Regions from separate parts of the Anas platyrhynchos genome. Here region 1 is linked to region 2. Evidence: chromatin contacts called from public Hi-C data. All regions are on one chromosome and are shown on one strand. The core of a region is the stretch at or near the end of the contact, and the rest is flanking DNA. Distances in the headings are between cores, read along the strand shown. Region 1 holds the start of HACD2 (3-hydroxyacyl-CoA dehydratase 2). Region 2 overlaps ADCY5 (adenylate cyclase 5).

Region 1 (6,130 bases), core at 2,417-4,916, 230 kb before region 2:
TACAGCTGCCGACTTAAGAAACAGACCGAAAGACTGCAAAGACAGGATATTTTCTGTTGTTCTGGTCAGTTTAATATTGATTTATGATTCATATATATGCTGCTGTGAGAAGGATGTTATTGCACAATCAGTGGCTTCGATGTGCATGTGAGTGAATGGAATCACAGGTTAGTTAAAAATTCACTTGCATTTGTTTGGCAATTGCAAAACAGATTTCAACTGATGGTAAGCTGGAAACTCCCATAGATTTTTGGAGTAGTCAAAAAAAGACAGTAGTCTGGATTAAAAACTCCTTTATACTTAGCAGTTTCCAAAGAATCTTAACCTATATAGGACCTTATTTGTACCTTATGAGCTTGACTGTCTTGTTTTCGTCTTGAACCTGCACCAGTAAGGCTGTTGCCTTTTTTTAAAATGCAGAAAAAAAAAATGAAACAAAAAAATCCAAAACCCTGCGTTGTTTTTTTTTTTTTTCTCAGAAATTGTTAATGCACTCAAGATTTAATAACTTTGCTTTCCTTTCACAGTATTGGCACTTTTTAATTTTTTTTTTGTTGTTGTTGCTGTTGCTCAGAGGTAATATCAGCGGCTGAAAGGTGATATGCATAATCCAGAAAGTGTCTTATATCTATGTATCATTCCAAAAGTGAATCTTTTTCTTTTCCACTTTGTGTGTAAAGTGCAACCGTTTGCATTTCAAAGGTTACCTCTTTAAAAAAAATACCTTAAATCCTCACAATTAAGTAGTCAGTGTACTTTATTACAGATGTGTACAATATCAACCTTAGGTTGTTTGATATTACCTAGTTGTGTATGTGTTTCATATGATTTGCTCTTCAACATTCAAAGCTCAACTAATGTGGATGACACAATGGTTTTTAACTGCTTTACTCTTTGTTGCTAAGTTCAGATTGCCAGCATGTCTTTTCCTTTTCAATTGATAAAGAACTCTTGTTATACTAAACACAGTATTGCCACAATTCCTTATACAGAAAGGTTTTAATCTGATTTAGAGCATACAGAGCTTTTCTCACGTTTTTAAATGTTTTAGGCAACAATGGGGTGTATTTTGTACCTTAATAAAAATATGCTAATGTTTTCCCTGTTTGTTAAACCATCAGAATTGCAAAGATGAGAACGCTACGGCTGTAGTTACTCACAGTTCCTAAATAAATAATACCACAAAGCATGCTACTTGTATACTCTATTGCAGGCGTCACTGCGGTCACATTGGCTGAGCAAACCAACAGCTGCAGTCTTTTCCTATTCTGTCTTGAGACCTGCCTGGCACAAAAACGGGTGAGGTGGCAACAGTGAAACTTGCTTGGTCTTTGCGGTGCTGCTGCGCTTCTCCTGTCCCCTCAGCACAGGCGAGCGCTGCAGGGAGGCTGCTCCATCCCAGTGCCATCAGGTGCAGCGTGGGGCTGGCATGACTTCTTACAGCTGCGTGCTCTGCCATGTATCTCCAGCCTCATCGCTTGATCACAAGCGTAAACGTGGATGTGACACCATGGCAGCTCTGGTTTTCTCTTACATTTGAGAATTCCTGATGACAGGGAAATGTACAGTCCTGAAAGACTGCAGGAGCAAGAGGGGAAAAAATAGGAAAGGTGCATACTTACACCAGTGTTCCTAGGTACTATAAAGATGAAGGTATTTAACACCTTTGCTTACACTGCCTTTCCGCAGACCTTTCAACACACAGTCCAAAGCAGCACGGGCCATGCAGGATGATACAGAAAGTCCCTAAGGCAAAGGTTGTGAAACACCTGCTTGTAGCAACACGTTTCTTGAGCAAACCTTCAGCCCTTGAAACAGTTGTCTTTGCAAGATGGACTCTACCATCTTGTGAATGTAGTGGCATGTACTTAACTTTATTCACTGGCTGCTGGTTTCCATTCAGATAGTTGCATTTATGAAGTGGTAAAAGACACAGGTTTGATAGCCTGAGACCTGGGCATGGCAAGGTCTGTAGGATCGTGTACTGGATATCAAAATCCACAAACAATATTGGTGATACTGCACAGATTTTTCCCTTCGCTCTCCTCATTTAATAGTCCTTCAGCAGCCTACAGGCTATAAACTGCCTCTTTTTCCCCAAGGACATAATGCGCTTGCCATCCTTCTGTTGCTGCCTGTTAACATCCCTTCTAGACTGCAGGAAAAAATGAACTGCAAAAATGGTGTGATACGTTCCTAATTCAACTTTGAGCAATTGATTCCAACTTGTATTTAACCTTGATTTTTGTTTTCTGTTTGAAGAATAGGAGAAAGACTATTCTATTTTAACTGAAGAAGGATATTTTATGTACTTGAAACCGTGTTTAATTTTGCCAGCCATCCTGATTGGTCTAATAAAGGGTATTACCTCTTCCTCCAAACCTCGTCTTGTTTGTATAATGTTCGCAGAGAGCCACACTTGGGGTGTGGTGGGGTTGAAGCAATCCCCAACAGGAGAGGTTAGGCGAGACACTGCACAAGTTAGACAGACCACTTCATTCTTTTTGTGTTTCTGTTGTTCAAAATTCAGTCTTCTTAAGAGGCATTGAAAATTTGGGACTGGCCATCACTAGTTGCGCTTCTGGATTTACAGAAACCTAATTGAGTTAATTACAGGCCTGTCCAACCATCTAAGCATTCAGAGTATATTTCTGGTCAATAAAGAGACATTTGCAAATTGTATGCAAGGTATGCAAAGATTTCTGTGTTGCCTTCTCTTTTCTCACAAGGAAGACAGAACAGGACTACACAGCTCTCTCATCTGAAGTAAGTATTAGGCTTTGAAAACAATTTATTTTTTTTTAGTTGCATATATGAATAATGAATGACTTGCTTCTCTTAAAATTTCTTGGAATGTTTACTGGGAAGGTTCAGAGTGCTGCACTAAAAAATTACTGTCTGAAAATGAAATTCTCATGAATCATCTTTGAATTATTAAGCCACACTGACTGGAAGAGATGTGCACGTAACACAGATTTATTACAAGAAATACTCATGTGAAAACAGAATTTTCTAGGAGAGGGAGGGGTGCTTATGTTATTACTTTGAACTGGACATAAAGGAACTACACAGTGACCAAAAGGACAAATAAAATGGGAATTGCTCCTGGAAGTTGAGAGAGAACTCCACAAAGTATTTACACTTTCTGTAGAAAAGAAAAAAAACATTTATTTTCATCTTTTCGTTTTAACTCTATGGAAAATACGGTTCTAGTTACAGCTGCCCTAAAAACAACGCCTGAATTTGTGCTGCTATGAAAGCAAATTATCTGGGTTTCTGCTGTTGCACCGAACTTCATCAGAAAATGAGCTAGAACCTTGGCCGCGCTCCGCTTCGGCAGCTTGCTGACCTATAAAAACGCTGAAAAACCCACTAAACACCCCAAAGACGACCTCGATTCGAGAACTATTAATTTCTCTGAGGGAATTACAGACCTATTTCGTCCTGCTGGAGTGAGAGCACGGGGGGAGGGGAGGGGTATTTTTAACCTTTTAAGATGCGATTGAAAAGGGAAAAGGGGGCTGTGGGGACACCTCACTCCCACCCCAGGGCGAAGAGGGGCTGTGGGGACACCCAAGGGGGGCTCGGCAACACGTCGGGGGCTCGCGGGGCGGCTCCTTCCCCTCAGGGCCGGGGGCGGTGTCGGGGCGGTGCTGCCCTCCCTGCCCTCCTCTAAGATGGCGGCGGCGGCGCCGCGGCGGCCCCGCCTCGGCGTGCGCTGAGAGCTGGGGGAGGCCGCGGGAGCGCCGCAACATGGCGGCGGCTGGCGGCAGCCGGGCGGATAACGGCTACGGCAGCCAGCAGCAGCCGCGGCGGAGGAAGGGCCCGGGCGCGCTGGCCACGGCTTACCTCGTTATATACAACGTGGTGATGACGGCCGGGTAAGAGCCGGGCGGGGAGCGGGGGCTCCCCTCGGTGCCCGCCCGCAGCCCCGGCGGAGCTTCCCCGGGGCCGGCCGCGGCTCGCGGTCCCCCCCCCCGGCCGCTCCTCGCCCCCCTCAGGTGCGGGCCCGGCGGGCTCCGCACGGGAAGCGGGGGGACGGGGACGGGGGCGGTGGGTGCGCCCCCGGGCACGGCGGCAGCAGCCGCAGCGTGCTGGCGGTGGGCTGAAGGAGACTTTCGTTACCGTCGGTATTAGTGTTTAGGAGTCTTATTGGGGCCTGGGTGGAAATAAGGCTGGGGGGGGTTGGGTGGGAGGAGGAGGAGGAGGGAGCCTTGGAGGGGGTCCTGGGGGAGCCCTCCGCTGGTGAGGCCCGGCGGGTGAGGCAGGACCGGGCTCATGGCTGTGGGGTAAGGCTGGGGCAGAATTGGTGCAGGTAAGGCTGGTGGCTGGGCTCGGCGACACTCATCGTAGCTGCTGGCGGTTGGTGCCACTTCAGCTGTAAAGTCCTTGTGGGGAGCAAAGGTAACCCACCGGGAGAGCTCAGCTCTCGCAGGGTGCTCGGCACACGTTGCCCGGTAGGTGCCTCGCTGCGAGGTGCAGCTGCTGGGAAAACCCTTGGCCCCGTATGGTATTTGCAGGGTGCTTTGCTTAGAGGAGGAATGGTAATTACCCACCGGTTCGATAAGATTTAATCATTTCTTTTTTTTTTTTTTTTCAAGCAGAAATATCTAATTACCCGAACAGTGAAAAACAATACTGGCAGTCAGGAGCTCTCCTCTTTTCGGTTTTTGTGACATCCCTGCACAGTGCTAACAAGTTAACCTCTCTGAGTACTTCTTAGAACTAGAAACACCTGCCTGTTGGAGTACTGATACTTAATTCACTTACCTTTATAAAACATCTCCCAAAACCTGAGACAGAAACTGCAGTAGAAATGGAAAGGTTTTTCTTAAACATCATGAACTTTTTATCATGACGTGCACGTTCCCGATTGTATGAAACTTCGTCAAAAGAACACATAAGATCCAGGTGTTGGAAACTAGAATCACATAACAGAAATCTGTACTTCAGTTCCTGTTGCCACGTAAATCTTGGTCGTGATGTTACCTGTTTTCCTGATTTATACCATGCTTCTTAGAATAGTCCAGTCTGGTGAGATGTGACACTTCAATGTGAGCTGCTGCTTCTGGGAATATGTATGGTTAGATGATATCTGCAATCTGGGGAGCTACCAAAGAATTCCTGTGATGAGTGTTCATGTCTCTGCATTGTCACTCACTGCCCTTTTTTTGGGGCAGGTCACTGAGGGCTCTGACTGATAACTTGGTTTCAAATAAAGATTTTTGTGCTACCCTGGCTACTGCTGAAATTTGGCAATATACAACATCGACCACAGAAAAAAAAAATTACCCATTTTCTTCTAAAGGTTTCATAATAAGGTAGTTTTTCAGGAGTTGTTTGACAGAAGCTCAGTTCTTCATGTAAGATTGACACACAGGTGATGGCAGTAATGAGTTACTGTCCCCGTGTCAGTCAGAGTGCTCAGGCTTAGTTCCCCAGACAGCACTGCCTTGGAAAGAGAGCAGTGAAATGAAAGCACAAAAAATTCTGCCCAGATGATAAAAGTGATGCTGCAAAAGCACACAGCAGCTTTGTCATGCAATGGTATGCAATAAAGCATATGTTTTAAAATCTTAGCTGTTAGCTTTAAAATGGATGAAGTGACAATCACAAATCTCAGTGCAATTATATTTACTTTGCCTTTATCTTGACTTAGCTGAAGGGAATGTATTGACTCTAAAAATAATTGATCTTATTTCTGATTTTATACTGTAGAGCACGTAGTATATGGATTCTTGGTAATACGATGGCTTTTGCAAGAGCAAAACCGTAGAAAATGTATATATACCCGTGGATCTCTAAATGAAGTTGCACACACTTACCTTTTAGTTCACATGTGGGTGGGTGTTTTCTTTCAGAAAATGGACCCTGGTGCCTCACAGCAGGGAATAGCTCTTGCTGCAGTGGTTCTCTGCTGTACTTGCTGGGTCTGCTGACCACGGTTCAGTATGTTGAGCTGAGGAAAGGGATCTGTCTTTCCTCTCTTACACTTAGTCAGTTTGTTATTCTCCTGTCACAGCATGGCAGTGCAGTCATGCTTGACCTGGCAGAGGCAGTTCATTCTAGAGACATAGACGGAGAATAGAAATTATTTCTTAAAAAGCATGGTTGGCTGTGGATGATAAGG
Region 2 (5,906 bases), core at 1,774-4,273:
CTTCACCAGGTCACATATTGATCATGGTTGCAACCACCATCTGCTGACATGGGTACCCCTCTCCTGAAAGTCATGTCAGGGAGGTAAATTAGGCACATTCATAAACACTCCCTCTGCCACAGGTTTCATTTCTCACTGGGAGTTTGTATTGTTATGTTAACTACTTTTTTTTTTTTTTCCCCTCTTGGGCAACAATTGTGCTCAGGTGTGGGTAGAACGTGAATTTGAATCACACCAAAGTATTTGCACAGACACTGAGAAATTCTTTAATGGTAAAGATTTGGTAAGCAACGGGATAACCCAGCAGGGCAATTGTAGCATTTCCAATCCTGATGGTTTAAAGGCCAATTTAGGTGAAACATCTGTAAGGATTGTACCTATGGTTGCTCTTGTCTTGAGACAGGAGGGTGGCTGAGGATATGCCCCTGACCCTGTGCTGTTTTGTATGTTATGAAGTAGCTGATGCAATTGCTCAGATTTCCTGATGGTCATTAAACCCTGACTGGATGCACCTGGTTACTTCTGTCCTTCACATAAATGTTCCATGATTTTTAACATTCCTGGGCAGCCATTAATAATTAATGGTGTATGGCTTTTATATCCTTTGGCAGTAATCACTTAAATTATTTTGTTAAGTCACGCAAATTAAATTGTGTAGGAAACCCACTGGAGCTTTCTGCAGGGGTACGAGGAGAATGAGGTTTCCCTTCCTTTTTTTGCAGATGGTGTGTATTCCAACAGTGGAAGCTATTTATCATTTTCTAACACAATTAGAGAAATAAAAGCATTTTATATCCCAAATATCATTTCATTCTTGTAAGTCAAGCACTAAGTGAAATTACAGCACTTAGTAGTATAATTTACGTCACTCCACAATCAAAATGTCAGTAATAGAGTGGAGAAGGTTAGCAGGTTTTCCCAGAAATAACTTTCTGTGGTGCTGTATTCTCCCTCGTTAAATGGTATTTGTTTTGTCCTGAGAGCTCCACGGACCGCTTCTTAATGCCTCAAAGTCTGGCAGTCCATTTGTGCGTTGTGCAAGACGGGAGCTCAGCATGTAACACGGAGTTCAGAGATGTACCTTATTGTCCAGCTGATATTAAAAAAAAGCATGACCTCATACTACTTTAATTGGGTGCCTGTTGTAGCGACATAATTACTGTCTGCTCTGCAGTCATTATGGTGCTCTGACTAATTAGAAGTGATGCAGATGTCGCTTCACACTTCTGTGTACAAACCAACACAGCATGCAAGCAACTGAAAGGCTGACAGTAATACGTTGGGACTGGGTAGCCTTGGTTGGAGTGACACCAGCACGGTGACACATGAAGTGTAACTGGATGCACAGAGCTCTACCATCTTACCTTTTCCCCATGCAGGAGATAAATGTATTGCTTTTAAAGATGTGATGGACCAATGTGGGCTTCTCAGTTAGGTTTCAGCATAGGGGAGCCTAAAAAGCTTTGCCCAGCAATTTGTTCATCAAGCCCAGAGATGCTGCTGTCCTATAGGAGCTGTCCCCAAAGTCAGCCACTCTTCCTGCTAAAAAAGTGCTAGCTTTGAACAGGAATGTATTTAGTGAATTTCTTGCTATTTTATCTTCCAGTAATTAAAGAGCTATCTCCTACTGGAAACGTCTGTCCCATGGGGAGCAGTGCAACTCCCATTATTGCTTGCATTGGGCATTTTCAGTTAGCCAAAGCTTTTGTATAAATGCTGGATTTGCTGCATTTTACAGTCTGTGTTACTGCTGAGGATTTTAGAGAAAGCACAGCACCTGCATTGAGCAGCAGGCCCAGCAAAAAAGGTCAGATCTGTCCCATCTTGTCATAAGACTGAGTGATAATGAGGCGGTCAGTCATCCTTGGCCAGGCAGTGATTTAGGAGAGCAGGAGACTCATGCTGCATGCAGTAAGTGTCTCCAGCTCCGACTAGCTCCATCCTTTAGCGTGGGAGGTGCTGGCCTCAGGGCTCCCAGCCTGGGTCCAGAGCCAGACACAACCTGGGCTTTGCTACGTGGTCAGTGCTGGAGCTCGCCAGGAGGCCTCGCAATAGATCGTGTGCAAGACAACACGGGTTGCAAAATCTGTGTCAGAAGAAATTCCATGCTCAGAGATGAAAAAAATGTCTTGGAGCAAACAAGGTTAGAGAGCAACCATGGCTTTATTTGTTAGTTTTATGCTCAGCAAGGCTCCCTCGGCTATTTCAGTGTTGATCATTTCTAGCTCTGACACCGTAGTGAGAGCAAACTCTGGTCTGATGCTCTTCGGACAAACGTGAGTTTCCCAAGGTAAAGATGTATCCCATCAGTAGCCTGCAAAGCCACAAGTCAATGACAATACAGTAATTTTACCACTGATTTCTTTCTTTCCATTTAAACAGTATTTTAAAAGATACATATACGAGGTTCTCGGCCACCTAATACTCCGCCCACTCTTGAGAAGAAACCAGCAGCATTAAGCAATCAATCAGTCGGGAACTCAGCCAACTACTACCTACCAGAAAGCTCTTTTCCATCCTTTCACTGTAAGAAAAGCACACCCTCCATCTTCAGCAGCTCTGCTTCATAGGAGCTCTTTGCAGCGTGGAGCATAGTAACAGCAGCCTGCATAAGGGTTTTCTTAGTGCACTCGCGTGCAGTACCCATAGCGAGGTGCAGCACTGGAGACGAGCAACTGGCAGAAGGAGGGGATAGTGCCAGAGGTAAAGGAGCTAGGCACGCCTCCGGCTTACAACATATGGGGAAGAAGGCAGCTAACCCTCACGAGATGTTAACCAAAAGCTTCCTTCTTCAGATCAATCGCTTTCTGCCTGACCTAATGAAGTAGTGACAGATGCACAAGCATTTGCTAAATATCCCACACTGACATTCAAATCCCAAACGATTCTCTGACTCTCAGTGCTCCTTAGATGTTTTAACTAAATTAACCATGTTGCACCATCACTGGATCTCCGAGCATAGCTCAGACAGCGACCTTTTCTCTCCCCCAGTCTTTTTGCTCTTTTCCGTTTTAAAGGGCTATAGCCCCGCACAGCGTTAGAGGTGCCACATTGCAGAGGTACTCTTGCATTAGGTACAGAAGGACGAGTGCTACAGGAAGCACACCGCTCTACTAACCTTGTCTGTGTTTTTGTGTTTTCTTTTCTTTTCTTTTTTGCAGCGTGTCAGCAAATGCAACGTTACCATGGTGAGTCACTTTGGCATGATGTATTTTTGTGGGTTTGTGTCAGAAGGCATTTTCTGTTCACAAGGTGCAGTATCAGCATGCATGCACCACTGTGATCCAGTGCAAAACAGCACACATACCCTACGTGGATTGAGTATTGCCCTTTTGTCTCAATAGCTCCTCTCAGAGCATCCTCTTTCCTGTGGGAACTTGCTTTGCAGAGCGTCTCGTAGATCTTGTAATTACAAATTAAAGATTTTATCACAATGATATTTTCATGCTGTATAACTGTAATTCAAATAATTTTTATTTACTTGCTTGTCACAAGGGTTGGGAATGTATCTTAATGTTCCTTCCAGCTTTTAGATTTTTTATAAGACAAAAATCATTAAAATTGTCTAATTAGCAAAGTATGAAGCGTAGAACAGTTCCAGACTTTGGAGGCTAGGGAAGGCAAGGCAAGAGACCTGGTAAATACAATCTGAAGAACTGTCAGCATTTCAGTTTTGCCAAGCATAGCACATATGGCTATTCTCTTGCAAGTGGCTTTTACATTGATGTTAACCCACTTTAAGAAGTTGGATTCAATTTCTGATTTTGAAGTCCTGCTTCAGAAACCAGCACCTGTAAGTCAAAGTCCTGAGCTTATTTCAGGTATCGTTTTCCCTTTACCAACATGGGCTACAGAGGGAAGGAGAAAAGCCTTTTCTTCAGTGGTTAGTTAGCCTTGAAGTGAGAATGGGGGAGTGTGCTGTGTTCCTCCACACTAAGAATAACTGGGAAATTCTGCTCTTTTGTTGGCTGCAGCTCTCCAGTGATGACACGAGTCGCGCTGAAGATTGTCACCCCTGTCATCATTACAGTCTTTGTCCTGGCACTGTATTTGCATGCCCAGCAAGTGGAATCCACTGCAAGGCTTGATTTCCTCTGGAAACTCCAGGTTAGTGGGTGTTTGCTGTGTTGGAGGAATATAGTCTTTGGTGTTAGCGTAACTACTGAGTTATTCACTATCAAATTTCAGTGTTATAAAATGCCTTTGAATTTAATCTGAACCTGGCACCTAGCTGAGCGTACCAGTAATGTGCCTTTCTCCTTTTGTACTTCTCATTCTGAGTGCCTCACATCCTGGTTAATTTAACCCTTTGTTTCCCTGTAAGTGCACTTAGGATGGTCCCTGCAATAAAAGATCATAGATCTGAAGATCTTGGTTAACGAACTCAGGCACCTGAGCCTGTCACTGTTGCAGGAACCTGCAGTATAACACAATCTGTAAATGTAAGAAGCTCATATTCGCGGCTGATTTGCTTCCCAGAGTTCAGCCAACTTTAGTTTGCTGTGTTCAGAGGTATGAAGGATTCACAGTTGCAGTTTCATTCACCATCTTGTTAAGCAGTGCGAACTGGCTTCACTTCCAATCTTCATTAAGCCCCTGGGCAGTGGCATTGGGTAACCAGCATGGTACAGACAATGCCTCTCTTTGCTTCCATCCCTGGGTTCAGTGTTAATATTTTCACTACATGTGCCTGTGAATGATGTCGGGGTGTCCTGTGTGATTCTCAAGTAAGCAGGACAGGTCTCAGCTCTGCCCATGACTCATAGCTGGGAGACCACAGGACTGCAGGCTTTGTATAGATTTTTTTACCTTCTGGACAGTAGGACATCTTTCTAATAATAGGTCTCAGTGGTTTGAGTAAGAGGCACTGAGGAAGAACCAATTAATTAAAGCTCCTTGGGAAGCACGTAAACATTGTTATCCTCGTTTATAAACGGTAAAACAATGGAGGAGATGAGCTCACTTGCCTGTTCCAGGTCTGTGCTCCGCTGGCCGAAGCATATTGCTTCCCCAGGCAGAGCCAGGAGTTTTTCTTGTTCTGGCTGGACACACCTTCTGAAAGCAGCTTTGTCACTTAACCTCCAGTTTCCTGTTTTAGAAACCAGCAAAGTCATAAAGTGCTTTGCAACTATTGCTTGTCTCTTTGCCAACATGTGGATAAGGGATGTTGGGGAGGTAATCCCTTCTGTGGTGGCTGTTGAGATGGCTAAGCTGTGTTTGTCCACGCCAGCATCCAAAAGAGCAAGGACATTCTGCCCTTTTTTTAACTCCAGCTCTCCAGCAATGACAAGAGGCACTGGAAAAATAATAATAGTAATAATAGAATAAAATCAATTTCAAAATGTTATATATTGTTAGGGGAATTTTGATTGCTGCCTCTGCTGAAGGTGATCGTGCTGTACACAGGGTGGTCTTCAGGGCTCCCATTACCCAAATCACTCTACGTGTCCTCTGTACCAGTAGTGCAGTCTCCAGCTGTTGCCTGATCCCGTGTTTGTTGCCTGACCCCATTGCTCTTTGCTCAAAAATATTCAAAATGGCAAAAAGTAAAACAAGGCGAAAAATACTGCAACCATCAGGTAACTGGGGAGAGAAAAGTTATCAGTACCCACACCTCTGTGCTCCTCCTGAAGCCCTATGTGCTTGTCTAGGAAAGCCAGCGATGTCTGTTCATGGGTGCTAGGATTGTATTGGAGTTCCCCAGAAAGAAGAGATTACCTGATTCAGTGCCTAGAAATGTAGCAAAAATGGATTTTGGCGTCTGCCTGTAGGAAGCCCCTTTGGCTTTTATATACATGTGCACACAAAGACAAACAGCTTCCACTGCAAAACTCGTTCCTGCATCTCTCTGCCTCTGCCCTTCTTTGCTGTTCCCCCACTTCCCTCCATTCCCTGCGAGTTCACGT

Evidence for each region. A called contact is a pair of places that touch in the nucleus more often than the background predicts.
Region 1: a Hi-C map of F1 follicle shows a contact between it and region 2, with 4 times the contacts expected there. The contact joins the promoter of HACD2 here to the enhancer-like site in region 2. A contact is called at or near these places in 5 of 8 Hi-C or Micro-C datasets (F1 follicle, liver, skeletal muscle and 1 more).

What each region holds. Positions count from the first base shown.
Region 1 is chr7:15,659,122-15,665,251 of IASCAAS_PekinDuck_T2T, reverse strand. It overlaps HACD2 (3-hydroxyacyl-CoA dehydratase 2), which reads left to right and starts at 3,666. Exons shown (of 7, transcript XM_027461701.3): 1 at 3,666-3,881. The coding sequence starts at 3,754. It overlaps MYLK (myosin light chain kinase), which reads left to right. Exons shown (of 33, transcript XM_072040779.1): 33 at 1-1,189.
Region 2 is chr7:15,425,663-15,431,568 of IASCAAS_PekinDuck_T2T, reverse strand. It overlaps ADCY5 (adenylate cyclase 5), which reads left to right. Exons shown (of 21, transcript XM_021270949.4): 16 at 3,162-3,188; 17 at 3,975-4,107. Among named protein-coding and RNA genes, the nearest start is that of SEC22A, 28 kb to the right of the region's middle. Within about 2 kb of position 3,023, at least 2 of the 8 cell types and tissues checked have an H3K27ac peak or open chromatin away from gene starts, as enhancers often do. A contact at or near this core is called in subcutaneous adipose tissue, where this site is marked.